Linked DNA regions of Mus musculus: region 2 is linked to region 1. Evidence: chromatin contacts called from public ChIA-PET data. All regions are on one chromosome and are shown on one strand. The core of a region is the stretch at or near the end of the contact, and the rest is flanking DNA. Distances in the headings are between cores, read along the strand shown.

Region 1 (3,113 bases), core at 302-2,801:
ACAGTAGCCCAAGGACACTGGAAGATTAGAAATCACTTTTAAGTTTTCTTTCTTCTCCCCTCCCAGTGGGCTGTGCATCAACACTCATTATTGAGAAACACAGCAGATGGGCCAACAGACCGATTAGTTATTTATATATACATATATATTTTTTCTTTATGGAGCTTAGATGCTGGCTCTTTCTTCATTAAAAGGAAGGCATTTTTACATGATGCCTTGTCTTGGCTTCCCTTTTTAATCAGAAGTACAAGGAGGCCACTTCACTCGGTCTATTAATCATGCAGCTTCGTCTTTGTCTTAACTGCTGTCTTCATAGCTCTCTGTGTGCCCATTGCAGTCAATATTTGATTTCTTTCCAGCCCTGCAACCCTTGTGTGGGCCTTCATGTCCACGTTCTTTCTGGGCTTGGGTTTCTTTATGGGGTTTATCTTTTTTTTTTAATTTGCTTTTTTTTCAGATGTGTTTTTTTTTTCACTAGAAAATTATTTCAAATATTTTGGAATTCCTATTCAAAATGAAAAGGTCTTTGATTAATTGGTAGGAGGTAGAATTACCTATAACATTATGTAATAAAAAATCTTTACTGGTAGCCTTTTTGTTTAAACAAAGGGGTTCATTTAATCTCTTGGATTGTCCTCAAAAAATTGAATTTTTCTTGTTCTGGTTTTAAGTTTTCTGAAAGTGGTTTTTTAAAAGTGAAACCCTGCTTCCCATTTTTCCTTGTGATGGGCATGCATATGAAATTCATGTGTGCATATAGGTGGAATTTTCCATGGTGTGCCATGAGTTAGTATGCAGTAGCAACCCCATGATGCTTGGAGAACTTTGAAACATGCTATAGGGAAAGGGTGCACATGCAGGGTCACACGAGTTTGAAGTTCTTCATTTAAAAAAAATCTGAATTAGATTCATAAATTTGTTGATGGATTTTGTAAAAATTAGGGAAATGGTCTATAAAAATGGCATTGGATTAGTTTAGGTCATGGTTTTGTGGTGCCCACATTTTGAGGACATTAGAGATGATGTGTAGGGCCCCCAATCATTTGAGGAGAGCTATACACAAAACCATAAGCAGTTAATTTGGCTCTGTGTTTTCTGAGATGCATGATGGTCCTGTCTCCTAGATAGCTTGAAGACAGACGAACCTGTGAGTCAGTTTTAGAAGTGTCCATCAAACTTCAAAGAGGTGCTTTGGCTCAGTTCTCACGCTGCGATCTGCAGCTTCAAGCAATAGCTTGCTGTTAATAACTTGGTGTGAAAATGTGGAGTCTGGCGTGCCTGTTTGCCTTGCCTCTGAGTGCGGTGGGGGCTGGAAAAGAACTCAGGCCTAGCTGAAGGAAAGATGGAAGCTGAAAGGAAGCTGATGTGTATGAGAAGGTGAGAACCAAAGGGGAGTTCTCCTGAGCAGGTGATCCCAGCAGTCTTAGGGAGACATTTCTAAAGTCCGCTCAGAAGGACAGCTTACGTTGACTGAGAATGAGTGGAGATGTAACCTTGACATTACACATGCAGTTCAAAGGCGTTTTAATGATGGTTCCTTAGATGTGGTCTGGTCTCAACCCCAACACCTCTCTAGGCTCACTTTCTCAAAGCTGAGTCAGGTGCCTGTGGGGTGAACGCCCTGACGTCGTGGTGTTTTCAATCTGCAGGAGCTTGGACCACATTGCCTCGAAGCTGGTCTAATTACCTCCTTCACTGATCTTTTATATTCTATGGGGGCAGAGAGGAAAATCATATTTCATCTTGCTTACCACCGTGAGCTTGGTACCTACCAATCACTGTCTATTACTAAGGAGTTTCCAATTAACATCTGCTAATTAAATGATTGAATGATTGGACAGGTGCTTGTGACATATTTAAAGCTTTTCCTCAGTGATCTGTGCGTGATTAACTTTACAAATTGGAGGTCTGAGCCTCAAATGACTCCAGTACCACCAGAGGGTAAACTTACTAAAATATAGTTTCAATAAGCTTGTAAAACTTGAACATGCCACTTTTAAAATCAAAATACTGCTATAAGCTATACGCTATAGTGTATTTCAGAAATAAACTGCACATGGAGCAGTGGTTGAGCACCAGTTCTTATTGAGTGACAGAGGTTATTAAAGCGTAATTAGCTGCATGTGGTAACACATGCCCTCAGCCCCAGCTAGTGAGAGTCTGAAACAGGAAGATCACTTGAGCCCAGGAGTTCAAGGTCTCTCTCCCACTCTCCCTCACCTCTTTCCTCTACCTTTTCCCCTCCCTGTGAAATATAAATATATATCTGTCAGCCTGAAGCTGACAAACATTTGTTTTCATGTAACTATAACACTTTACATCCTAGTGCGTTTTTAATGTGAACACAGCTTCGAAGAATGAGAAGCACTGTAATGCTACTCAGGGTCAGAGGTTAACTCCTGTCAGCTTCCCACGTTAGAGGTCTCTCCTCACCTGTGGTCTTGGCGTTCACAGTTTCATGGTCCATGAAGATCCTAAGAGTCCTGACTCGTTCCACAGAGAACAACATGTTCCCATGAGCCTTAGTGCGGTGTAATGATTCTACTTACTAGTAATCACCATCACTCGCTAACAGTGTCTAATGTAAAGTAATTTTTGTTGTAAATACGTGTATAAGGAAAAGCATGGTATATGCCGTGTTGGTACTGCTCCATTTTCATCAGTTGAGGGTCTTGAACATTCACAGCTGGGCAAGAGGAAGGCTTCAGATGTCTTTGTGAGAAACCACACAAGAAGCATGACATTTCAAATGTGAAGTTGGAATTAAAAAACAAAGTCACCTGAGGTGACTGTGGAGGGAGTGGTGAGTTTGCCTCCTATTTCTCAGAACCCCAGTGATTGTGTTAGTTCACCGCTCTTTTTGTTTTCTCTTTGATTCTGGAGAGGTGGCGAGAGGTGTGGAGAGAGGTTCCTGTCTGTGCGGGTTGTCTCCCCCATGCCCGTGTGAGGTGGTTTGCTCATAGACTTCCTACTTGGAAAGAAAGGGGCTTCCATCCACACCTGTGATCTTCCTCTGATGCTGAGCTGGGGACAGAGCTGATGCCGGGCTAAGAAGGTGCTGACAGAATCCAGAAACCTCAGTACCACTGGCAGGTCTAGGGATTGCAAGAACT
Region 2 (3,113 bases), core at 311-2,810, 240 kb before region 1:
TGTACACACTCAGTCAGTCAGTGTTAGATTCCATGAGGCTTTTTCACTTTTTAGGAATTTTATTGGATGGAAAAACAATACTATTTTTGTTTCAGGGACTGAAGTTGCTTTTAATGCTTTCCTCTGCCTTGATGAACTGGGGCATTATCTTGTTTCAATATGAGGTTACATTCTTTCCTATTGATTCACAAACGCTCATTGAATAAAATAGCCCTTAACTCCCTTTGCTTGTTCTGAACGGTCTGGCTAAGAGGAAGAGTAACATCTAAGCCAAAGATGTTGCATCTGCCTTCCTGACCCAGATTTAACTGAGATAAACAAACGCAAGGGAATAAGTCTGGTGCACTTTTGAGGATCAATTTCCTTACTAATAATTGTGTTCATTAAAGATAATTTATTCTGAGCCTACTCTACATTGTTCTTAGATCTGGGAGAGATAAAAATGAACACAGTAGTAAGTCACAAGGAAGCTTAGTGGTCAGGGCAAGGCAGCAGAGCAGGCAGCCAGCAGAGAATGGCAGGTCTGAGACAGAGGCATGGACAGTGCCCACAGCATCACACATTCAGCCCACGAGGCTTGGTGGAGGTTGTCCAAGAGATAGGAGCATGGGAAGAGCACACAGAGATGCAGATACCGAATACCCAGACAAGGAGCAAGGAGTCGTAACCGCTTCATAGAATGGGGGAGACATGGTTTTGAACCGTGAGTCTGGTGTGGTAGGCAGGGCCCACTAAAGTCTGTATAATTTACCTTTTTCTTGAATGCACTGGGCACTGTTTGAAGATGGAAGCCGAGGAGTAGGGTGTGGGCTAGCCTTTAACAGAACCCCTGCCATCTGCTCTGCTGAGGAAAAACAAACCAACAAAACAAAACAAAACACCTAGAAGGGGCACCATCACAGACTGCTCGGAGGTGCTGCACTAGCCCAGGTAGGAGGCAGGGTGATGAGAATAAAGCATATCAGATAGATGAAGACTCTGGACAGACAAGAGACTCCTGTCTGCATCTGTCCCTATTCATATGTTTTGTGCACAAAAGAATATGCAGTATTTTTCTACATGCAGGCACTCTGAAAACTTCAAACCATCTAGTAGAGACAAGTCTTTCTAGAGAGAGGAAAAAGCCGTGTTTAACATACCGAACCATTATAGATACATATCACAGTGATTTATATTTCATGTTCTTTCTGTAGACTGGCTCCAAATTACGGTTTGATGTGGTGATTTAGTAGTTTTATGGTGGTACAAGCATTGTACGCATTCCGCACAAACCACCTCAAGGTTTTGCATATGGATTATTTCCAAGGAAAGGACATGGGCAGGGCCGCGGCCTGAAGCTGAGAAACAGCAGTCAGTCACACGTTCACAGCATGAAAATGACGACATTCTGCCTTGTCTTGTGCTGTTTAACTATCGTGTGCAGTAGGCATCACACACACGGTTTACTTCGGATATTTTCAACTTAAAATGCTTTCATCAGGACTCCCCACCAGAGACTGAGGAGTGTCTATGACTGAATGCATCACCCAGGCATCAGCTTGCCTACCGTCTCCTTCCCCTGGCCACACTGTGTGGGCTGTCACACATGGATGTGGAAAGAAAGGGTCTGGTTTCAGGTCTTCTCTGAGGTTTTGACTTCCTTCCTGCTTGCTCTGCAATTGGTCACCAGTCAACTTCAAGTGAAGATCCTGGACCTGTGGCGGCTAAGAGTTCATCTTGTCACCAAGGAACCAGTAAAGGTGTAACTGAGGGAAAATAAAAGTCTAGATTGTGCCTTTGTTCTACATAACAACACTTCCCTTGGGTTCATAGGAACAGCACTTGACTGAAGCTCTGAATTAGCTGAAGGGGATTACAACATCAAAACGAAGGTGGGATTAAGTAGATTTTTCACCATGTTCTGAGCAGCAAATACTTCCCTGGGCTCTGCCCTCACCTCAGCTTGGATGCTTCCTGCTCCTGAGAGAATGAGCGGGCACCTAAGAGAGAAGACAGGGACTTAATCAAGAGTGAAACTCTCATGTCAGCCCTCAGCTTTACACAGGTGTCAAAAAAAAAAAAAAAAACACTGACTGAGATCTTCCGTCTGCCATTAGCTGTTATTGTGTACATTAAGTAGAATCCACTGCTTAACCCAGGCTACTGGGCTCACCCCAGTATTCAAGGAGGTGCCACAGGACTCAAAGGATACAGAAGTTACATATTAAAACCCAATCTCGTAGAGGATTCAGAGGAACTAAGTTTGGTAGGGGCACAGATTGTAGTACCATTAAGCCCCTCTGTTCCTCGTGGAGAACCACTACTGTCCAGCAAGGCGGGAAGGACCCAAATCAAGCAAATGAGACTTGTTCTGGGGGTGAAGTATAGCTGGGTTAGGGGAGAATCATTAAACCCTGAACCCCCATCTGACAGGAGGTGGTAGTATATGTATCTACCCTGTCATCTTACTAGGGAGAGTGCCAGTTTCCAGCACCTTCCATGGAGGACACTGGTATTCAACCTGCACTTAGCTTGGCATCATGAAGCCTGAGCCACTGTAGTCTGAGTTTCCAGTTTGGCTGAGAATTGGGAAAGGAGAGGCAGGACTGAGGTGGGCTGGGTAATGGAAGCCTCACCCTTTCTCGGAGATCCTGCACAGCACCAGTGTGGCAGGCAGGAGCTCAGCTGGGCACCGAGGGTCTATTTACAGCTTGATAGTCTCTGCTGAATTATTGATGCCTCTGCTGCCTCGGGACCACCCCCTTGTTAACAAATTGCCCTCTCCATGAAAATTTAAAGAGGCAAATGAGGCAATCTCTCAGCCTATTATTTCTTCTTCTTTTGCCATCTGAGCTCTAATCTTATCTCGATCAGCCCAGAAGTCCTCTCTTGAGACACTGCTCAGCTCAGATACCCCGGCCCAAAGCCAGGAAAACCCAAGCGTGTGTGAGAGAGCAACATCCGAGTTCAGAACTGTCCCTGGAGCTGCGGTGACTCTGGCCAGGTGAGCACTGATCATCTGAGTGTCACTGTACCAGGAACTACCGCATCTCAAGTACACCCCTAAGAAGAGGATGGCAAGTTTTTAAATGTGGTCCAGGTTTGGAGTTTGAGTGCCTTGGATGTCTTAAAAA

What was found. ChIA-PET counts read pairs in DNA pulled down with a chosen protein or histone mark.
Region 2: a contact with region 1 is called in an RNA polymerase II ChIA-PET map of memory CD8 T cells, with 54 read pairs. The contact joins two enhancer-like sites. A contact is called at or near these places in 1 of 484 Hi-C or Micro-C datasets (the N1E-115 cell line) and 3 of 115 datasets of contacts at active chromatin or transcription factors (large pre-B cells, memory CD8 T cells and stem cell-derived neural progenitor cells).

The regions. Positions count from the first base shown.
Region 1 is chr1:152,008,894-152,012,006 of GRCm38.p6, reverse strand. All of the region lies in intron 1 of 1700025G04Rik (RIKEN cDNA 1700025G04 gene), which reads left to right. Among named protein-coding and RNA genes, the nearest start is that of 1700025G04Rik, 80 kb to the left of the region's middle. Within about 2 kb of position 1,551, at least 25 of the 459 cell types and tissues checked have an H3K27ac peak or open chromatin away from gene starts, as enhancers often do. A contact at or near this core is called in memory CD8 T cells, where this site is marked.
Region 2 is chr1:152,252,623-152,255,735 of GRCm38.p6, reverse strand. All of the region lies in intron 3 of Gm36920 (a long non-coding RNA gene), which reads left to right. Among named protein-coding and RNA genes, the nearest start is that of Gm36920, 36 kb to the left of the region's middle. Within about 2 kb of position 1,560, at least 48 of the 459 cell types and tissues checked have an H3K27ac peak or open chromatin away from gene starts, as enhancers often do. A contact at or near this core is called in memory CD8 T cells, where this site is marked.